Linked DNA regions of Mus musculus: regions 2 and 3 are each linked to region 1. The links are chromatin contacts, called in public HiChIP or PLAC-seq maps. All regions are on one chromosome and are shown on one strand. Each heading gives the region's core, a stretch centred on a gene start, on an enhancer-like site or on the middle of the called end of the contact. The rest is flanking DNA. Distances are from core to core; before and after follow the strand shown.

Region 1 (2,700 bases), core at 45-2,544:
TTTGCAACAAAAGTAATGTGCTATCAAAGAGAAAAGCTGGACGGCAAATGCCAGTTTCTCTAAGACACATAATCATACTAGCTGACAGCTCAGTTTCTACTTCCTCCTTTTGTGAAACAACAACAAAAAAGAAACGTCTCCTGGCCACAAGATCTTATTTTTTAAAAGTAATGAAGACCCCCCTCCCAATTTCTATTTCCTACCCGCTAACACATTAAAGAAGGGTAGGAAGCATTGTCAAAGAGCTCCAAGAAATGGCTACAAATTAAGCGGGATGATCAAAGTCAGGTCTAGACTGTGTAAGCGCCCTCTATAAACCAGTATAAGCATTAATCTGGAAACCTTTACCTAACTCGATTATGTGTATACTTTATAGACCTTTGGATATAATCTCACCAAATCCCCTCATCTTCAATCAAGGAAACTTCCCAGCATGTGCTTCAGAGTCATATGAAGAAGTGGAGCCCAGCTTAAATCACATTTGACCTAAACAACTGCCTGCCTCCTAGGGGCAAGGTGGGTGGATGACTGGGCTTGGCTCCTGGGTTAAAAGGCCCCAGGGGGTAGAGATAGGGACTAACAATTCCCCAAGCTACTTTTCTTTGTCCAAAGAAGTCGAGACATCAGGAACTGATACCAGAGGGGGACAAAAAGTAGAAGTGAACACGCATTTTATGGCACACCGATAATATCTCTTTCACCTTTTTTTTTTTTTTTTTTTTTTTTAAACACACTCACTGAATGCTCACCCAAAGCAGGCCAATAGAGGGGCTAGTTGTTCAGGCCCTCCTCTGACTTATCCCTTCTTCCTCCATTCTTCTCACCCCTCCACCTCCAAGGTAAGAGCCTGATGCTCAACTACTGCCGCGGGGTTCCCACAACACGCAGCTCCAGTCTAGGCTAGTTGCCTAGAAGTCAGTGTGACGCTGAGAACTCTAATCGCCACGTCGGATCTCTGGAGAAGGTAGGGCAGGTGGAAGAGGAAGGAGGGAACCAGTTCCTGGACAGTGGAAAAAAAAGGGCGAAGCGAGGGTGTGAGGCTCGGGAGGGAGCGCGCGCTCGATAAGTAACAGGAGGAGCGGTCCCCGCCGCCCCGCTCTCCCGGATCACCTTGCGCTGACCTAGTTGAGCCGAGAAGGAAGGAGGGGGCGGTTGAGGAAAAGAGCTATGAGGTGGGCGGGGCCCTGTCCGGGGGCGGAGCCTCAGAGCGGGATCTTCCCGGGAGCTCGCCTGTGATTCGCTCAGGCATCAGAGCCGGAAGCGGCCGGGAGGCGTTGGCGGCAGCGCACGTGGTGACGTGCGAGGGAGTGCGGCGCGAGCGCGCGCGGCGGCGGCGGCGGTGGCAGTGTGTTCGGGACGCGCGTGGAGGTCGGTCAGTCGCTCGGAGGTGCTGGGCGCGTCGTGGCGGCGAGCGAGTTCCCGCGAGTACCCACTGGTCTTCCTCAGCCCGCAGCCTCCCGCCCGGTCGCCCCGAGCCCCTTCCAGCGCCTTCCGCCTGCAGCCCGTCGAAGCTCTGGAGATGAATTTCGCCATCTCTTCAGAGATGACCCAGGTAACGCGCTGTACGCGGGCGCCGCGGGAGGGAGAGGGCGGGGTGGGAAGATGGTGGTGGTGCGGAGCGTCCCGCTGTCCCGGGAGACACGGGCATCGCGGGGCTCCGCATTCGGCTCGGTTGCCGGCTGGCGGGGGAAGAGCGCGGTGGTCCCGGACCTTCCTCCGCCGGGGCGGGGATCGTCAGGCTTCCGCGCTGGGTGACGGAGGGTCCCCGGGACCTGGCCCGGCGGAGGACTAGGAGGGATGACCCGCCGGATGAGAGCGGCGGCCACCGAGGACTGTAGACATCGTTTCCCGCTGTCAGGAGCGAGGTGCCGGCTGCGGTTTGGGGCTCTCCGGGCTAAGACTCCCCGCGGCCGGCGCGTGGGGACACAGAGCCGCCCTCAGAGCGCATCGGTTCCAGGGGTTAGGCGTGGGGTGGCACGGAGTCCCTGGTCGCCGTGGACCACGGGGTCCTTTGTTCGAGCTCCACGTTGCCCGCTTTTCTTGCCAAGCGCGGGGAAAAGGAGGCGGGAGGAGCGAGGGAGCGGCTGCCCTGACGTGTCAGCTCTGAGTGACTGCGCCGCCGGCCAATCGCGGCCAATCGCGGCCGGGGGTGTGCGGGTGCCTCGCTGTACCCGCCGAGAGCGCGCCCCAGGCCTTGCAGCGCGGGGTCCCCGGCGCGCCGGGGCACAGGCTCCATGTTCTCTGAAAGAAATAGGTGGAGAGCAGGCTTTTCGTCCGATCACCTTTTTTTTTTTTTTTCTATTTTTGGGTAAAGGACCTCGTTGATAAGACACCGGGGAGTGTCAGAGTGGAGATTAACGTAAGGAAATCTGTACACACACACACACAAATTTGAGAAATATTTCCGCCTTTCCCTCAATAAGTTGCAGATAAATGATTCCGGAGAGCAAACATTTCGATCAAAAAGAAGTCGGACGGCCTAAAAGGCAACGTTTTGTTTAATGTCTGTCAGTAGTGGAGGTTAGAACACCCAGATATCAAGTTCTTAGGAGTTTTGTTGTGGTCTCCTGTTTTGGCAATACACCATAGCTCTGGAAGTAAGAGCACACAAGCCGCACGGACTAAATCACCTTAGCCATATTTTCTTTAATTTTAACACCAGTGGTTGACTTAGGAAAAAAATAACTAAGAAAATAGTTT
Region 2 (2,700 bases), core at 32-2,531, 580 kb before region 1:
GGATAACCCTGAACATAACAAGGCAATGTCACATTGGAGCCAATTTCCACGGCCACATCAGAAGGTTCTTGTATGAAAACCGGAGGTGCTGGAAGGGACAAGAGAAAAACGTCACTGGCAGAAAATGTGGACATATTAAGAATAAACCTTATTAGGTCGTCAACAGGTTGAACAAATCATTATTCATAAAATATTGTAAATTTACCCTATAGCTACTCTCATATGACAGGCATGCATTTTTCATTATAAATTAACTCTTAAAATAAACACTCATCTTTGCCCTACAGATGTAGGTGATGTGACCATCTTAGAAAGAACTATTACAGAAATTTCTTTTCAGTATGAGTATATTTTATAGTGCTCAAACCTTAAACAATCCTGAGTTTATAATGAAATATAATATTTCTGTTATTCATAAAAAACTTGTTGGTTGGATTTCTAAATGAACTTAATTTGTACCAAAGTGTTTAATCACTAATCCCCATCAGACATAATAACAATATTTATTACTGAAGTGTAAGTATGTTTGGTATTGTATTCTTGCTCCTTATAGCTCAATTTTTAAGTCAGAGAAGTGTAAGTTTGAGAATCAATCATGTAAGTTATAATAGCAGAACGCATTTGGTAAAGAGAGAGTAGGAAGTGTTTAGCATCTTAAGGAGAACTGAGACATATGAAGAAATCTGGGGATTCACATCATTCCGGTAACTAGGAGGACTGAGACGAAGACCCTGAGGTCTATGATGAACACACTTCTCCAGTATAACACAGGTCTACAATATAAGGAGGATGCTGTTGGGAACCACCCAGGGCTGAGACTCTCAGAAGCTGATGAATAATAATATTTGAGACATCAGGTAAGAATAAACACATGGGATGCTATTGGAAGCAGTGTGAGGAACCTACTCATATAAAGTTCTAAGAGATGTTAAGCTGGAAGTCAAGCAAGGATCCAGGTAACCAAGGGCAACAGCTATCACTTTCAGAGCCAAGGCTTTTGTCAAATAATTTCAGTGGTTTCCAATCTACAACCCCACTCTGGTTTTATAGATGAGGAAACAGAAACGTAGTTGATTTGCTAAGTGTCAATGGAATCATATGAGGAAGAGAAGATTAGAAGCTAGTTTACACCTCAGAGTTGTCTCTACATGTTCTAATAGCTATGCCTCGGCATACTGGTTAGCAGTCTCATTTTTAAAGAATGATGTAGACATCACTTCCTTCCTTCTCAGCCACATCTGCAGATTGGATATACAGCTGTCCTCCACCAGTGCTGGGGTTCTGTTTTTAGCCTGGAATAGACTTCCTTTCACTCTGCAGCTTTGTGTGCATTGTTTCCTGTACTACACAGAGCCTGGCTTGTGGCCAGTCAGCAATCCTGGCTCTTCTCCACAGCAGAACCAACTTTTCTCGTTGTAGCTTGTGTTATCACCTCTCCTGCAAGTGTAATGTCTGTTGTTGAAATACTGACAACCCTTTAACCCAGTTTCCAAGGGACACCCCTCAATGACATCACCTCTTTATTGGCATGGTGACTTCCCTTTTTGATATATATAGACACACACACACACATCCTTTAACAGTAGCTAACATATACATGGTACATTGTATGTGGCTACTGGATACTAGTGAATGAATTATTGAGTTATCATGGAAAGCTATGGTAACAATTCAAATTTGTGTTTATGTATAAGAAAGTGGTAGAGACACCTCACCACATTACATTTGAACTTGCACTTTCGAAAGGAAAAAGACAATTTCAAAAGCCTTCTTACAAAATTTAAGATAAAAACAATTGAAAAAGATGTTTTTGAGAAGAGAATGTTTTACCTCTGTTTAGATAGTTTTTCTTAATTTGTATGTATACATATGAATTCAACCTATAAAAATGACCAGTAGATATTTTAAATATAGTTCACAATGTAACACATTTTTTGCTTATTTCATTTCTATAATTTAATTCTTTCTAGAGTGAACATAGTCAATTAATCTAAAACATGAAGCTTGATGTGGTATGTGATAACTCAAGAGGCAGAGAGATCTCTGTGATTTCAGATCAGCCTGTTCAAATAGTTTCAGGCAAGACAGAGCTACAGAGTGAGAACCTATCTTGATGATGATGATGAGGAGGAGGAGGAGGAGGAGGAAGAGGAGGAGGAGGATATTATAAAATGTAAATATTTTTATGAAAAGAGGGAAGCTAAGTCTAAAAGTCTCAAACTGTACAAGGCCCAGGTCTTAGGCAGAGGAATGTTGCAATGGACTAAATAATAAATTTAAAAACAGTAAAAGATTATAGAGAAGACTTGGTTATGGTGGTTATGAAATCCACCAACTCAGGGAAGAGAAACCTCCCTTTTATTAAAATGTTAAATTATAATTATCAATGAAAAGTGATACTCTAGCATGTTATGGAGAAAGTAATGGAGAAGGAAAATCTGGATTCATAGCAAAAGAGCAAACTCAAGTTACACCCACAAACCTAATCAAGATGGGAGAAATCATGCATTGCAAGTAGATTCTTGAACAGCATCAGGCACCAGACATCAGATTAGGGAACATCCACACTGGGTCTCAAAACAAGAAGCAAATGAGAACACCAGGCCTGCAAGAGCAGCCAAAACAACGTCCACCACAAACAAACTTCCAAAATGAAGCAGCTCCTAGCTGAGCCAAGAAGACTTAAGTACTTCCTCCTCC
Region 3 (2,700 bases), core at 44-2,543, 770 kb before region 1:
AGACCTTGTTTCAGGAAAGAAAAATGAGAGGACTAATACTCTTGTCTTCTATAATGGATTAACTGATGATGTCTGGCTTTTAATAAACATTGTAAAGACATGAAAGGAGATACTTTAAAAATAATTCGGGATAAATACTCTTGGAACATCTGCAGGCACCAAGTCCTGACACTATTACTGATGCCATGTTGTGCTTGCAGACAGGAGCCTAGCATGGCTGTACTCTGAGAGGCTCTACCAGGAGCTGACTGAGACAGATGCAGATGCTCACAGCCAAACATTGGACTGAGGTCACGGACCCCTATGGGAAAGTTAGGGGAAGGAGTGAAGGAGCTGAAGGGGATGGCAACCCCTAGGAAGAACAACAGTATAAACTAACCAGGACCCCTGGGAGCTCCCAGAGACTAAGCCACCAACCAAAGAGCATACATGGGCTGGTACATGGCCCCTGGTATATGTGTAGCAGAGGCCTGACTGCCTTGTCTGGCCTCAGTGGAAAAGGGTGAGCCTAATCCTGTAGACTTGGTGCCCCAGGATAGGGGATGAATGAGGTGGGGGTGGGTGGGTAGTTGGAGAAGCACCCTCTCAGAGGCAAAGGGGTGGGGGGTGCGGTAAAAAAGTCTGGGAGGGGGGACTGCAAGGAGTGCAACATTTGGAATGTAAATAGATAAAATAATTTAAAAAAATACAAAGTATAATTAACCTGGACTCTTTTTGTTTGTTTGCTTTTGTTTTTGTTTCTCAAGACAGGGTTTCTCTGTGTAGCCCTGGCTGTCCTGGAACTCACGCTGTAGACCAGGCTGGCCTCGAACTCAGAAATCCACCTGCCTCTGCCTCCCAAGTGCTGGGATTAAAGGCGTGTGCCACCATGCCCGGCCAACCTGGACTCTTAATAAATATACACCATCTGTTTAAAACAGAAAACAGAACTCCTTTCAAATCCTGTATAATATTACATTTTCTTCTTTTAGAAAGCATATTTTTATTAATATTTTCAAACAAGGCATTATTTGTCATGTATGAAAGTCTGTTTGAGTTTTCTTTTTTAATATCTGCGGTGCATAAAATCAGGCTGACTTTCTTTTAGTTTCTCCTTTTTGTTTCTCAGTCAAATCTTGATTGGTCACACTTTTTGTATTTTGTTTTTAATTTTACAGCCCAGTGGCTTCCACTTTTGACAGGATTCTCTGTCTTTGTTCCTTATGACACTGTCCATTGTAATTTTCCAGCTCTTACTGACACGGCCATTAGTAATGTATAAAGCTTTAAAAAAAAAAATCCCGTGCTGAAAAACAGCCTCTTGCTCCTTGTAAATGCCTCAAAGACTTTCTAAAGCTATAAAGAGACTCTAAGCTATTCCTTAGAGTAAAGAATTCTTTAAAACGGCAGAAATGTTTTCTCTGGTGTCTTTTTGAAACCACAAAAGTATGTAACCCATTTAAATTGCAAACACTTCCATAACACCTGTTTCTGATTTGTTCACAGTATTTTCCACTCTGTAGCACAAGTGAAGACTGAAAAATGTTTTGAGCTAAATGAAGGCAATTAAAAAAAAACCTGGCAGGATTTAGAAATGAAGGAAAATCTCTCTAATGAGTGTATCATATAACCCTTTAACTTTGCTTAAAAGATTTTTGTGGTTCAGTTGATAATTCTAAATGCTTTGGTATTTGCCCTGCATCCTTCTTTGGTTCCTGAGACAGCTGTCAGAAGGGTAGTTGTAGGTTTTGGCATTGGTGCTCTCTCTGTCTCTGTCTCTGTCTCTGTCTCTGTCTCTGTCTCTGTCTCTGTCTCTGTCTCTGTCTCTGTCTCTGCCTCTCTTTTCTTTCTCTCTCTTAATAGTGAGACAAGACAAGCTCTAGTTGGCCTTAAACTCACAGTGCTCTGCCTGAGGTCCTGAGTTCAATTCCCAGCAACCACATGGTGGCTCACAACCACCTGTAATAGGATCTGATGCACTCTTCTGGTGTTTGTCTGAAGATAGCTACAGTGTACTCATATAAAAATAAATAAATCTTAAAAAGAAAGAAAAGAAAAGAAAAGGCATTTGCAATCAAATCTAGTGACATCAGTGTTCTTTTAGAAAGATGTCTGGGCTGAGTCAGTTCAAAAGTACGGAGAGTTAGCACTTCCACCACCACCCCACCCCCAATCCAGAATGTGCTGTCTGCAGTATTCACAGCATCTTAGGAAAGATGAGAGGCCACTGGAGAATGTTCAACCTGAGATAGTGTTACCTTCGGTCTTGACTACACTAGGGTATTAGGGTTCACATAGTCATCTTAAGTAGGAGTTTTATTTATATACATGAGTGGGAATTATATCTATATTTAAGTTATTCATGTAGGGATTGATGGGTGACAGCCAAGGCTCTACTGAGTTCAAGCTTCCTCTTCAGCCCCAACAACCGATGTGGGAACCCTCAGACAGCAGGAAGAGTCAAAGGAACATCAGGTAAAGCCATCCTTCCTGCTGGTCTTGGTTTCCAGGACACACCTCCTACAGGCTACATTCCTTACAAGTCTTTGTGAAGTTGAAAAGGAAAACTCCAATCTCAATTTTATGGCTATTGTAAAATGTTCTCATAAAGATTTTACTGGTTTCAAAAGGATATGGTTTGTATATGACAGAAAAGAACAGAACTCAGAGGCACACACCATGCTCAGATTTTGTTTGTAAAATTGAGGGAGGTTTCTTTTT

The links. HiChIP or PLAC-seq counts read pairs in DNA pulled down with a chosen protein or histone mark.
Region 2: a contact with region 1 is called in an H3K4me3 HiChIP or PLAC-seq map of bone marrow-derived macrophages, with 3 times the contacts expected there. The contact joins the enhancer-like site here to the promoter of Ivns1abp in region 1. A contact is called at or near these places in 1 of 39 promoter capture datasets (hippocampal neurons), 1 of 484 Hi-C or Micro-C datasets (nephron progenitors) and 2 of 115 datasets of contacts at active chromatin or transcription factors (astrocytes and bone marrow-derived macrophages).
Region 3: a contact with region 1 is called in an H3K4me3 HiChIP or PLAC-seq map of craniofacial prominence, with 5 times the contacts expected there. The contact joins the enhancer-like site here to the promoter of Ivns1abp in region 1. A contact is called at or near these places in 4 of 39 promoter capture datasets (frontonasal cranial neural crest, hippocampal neurons, maxillary cranial neural crest and 1 more), 3 of 115 datasets of contacts at active chromatin or transcription factors (astrocytes, craniofacial prominence and embryonic forebrain) and 2 of 9 other capture datasets (adipose tissue and pancreatic islet).

The regions. Positions count from the first base shown.
Region 1 is chr1:151,343,204-151,345,903 of GRCm38.p6, forward strand. It overlaps Ivns1abp (influenza virus NS1A binding protein), which reads left to right and starts at 1,295. Exons shown (of 15, transcript NM_054102.2): 1 at 1,295-1,552. It also overlaps the pseudogene Gm10138.
Region 2 is chr1:150,758,375-150,761,074 of GRCm38.p6, forward strand. It overlaps Hmcn1 (hemicentin 1), which reads right to left. Exons shown (of 107, transcript NM_001024720.3): 16 at 1-88. Among named protein-coding and RNA genes, the nearest start is that of Hmcn1, 230 kb to the right of the region's middle. Within about 2 kb of position 1,282, at least 44 of the 459 cell types and tissues checked have an H3K27ac peak or open chromatin away from gene starts, as enhancers often do. A contact at or near this core is called in bone marrow-derived macrophages, where this site is marked.
Region 3 is chr1:150,569,513-150,572,212 of GRCm38.p6, forward strand. The region is part of intron 105 of Hmcn1 (hemicentin 1); the gene reads right to left. Among named protein-coding and RNA genes, the nearest start is that of Gm41967, 98 kb to the left of the region's middle. Within about 2 kb of position 1,294, at least 13 of the 459 cell types and tissues checked have an H3K27ac peak or open chromatin away from gene starts, as enhancers often do. A contact at or near this core is called in craniofacial prominence, where this site is marked.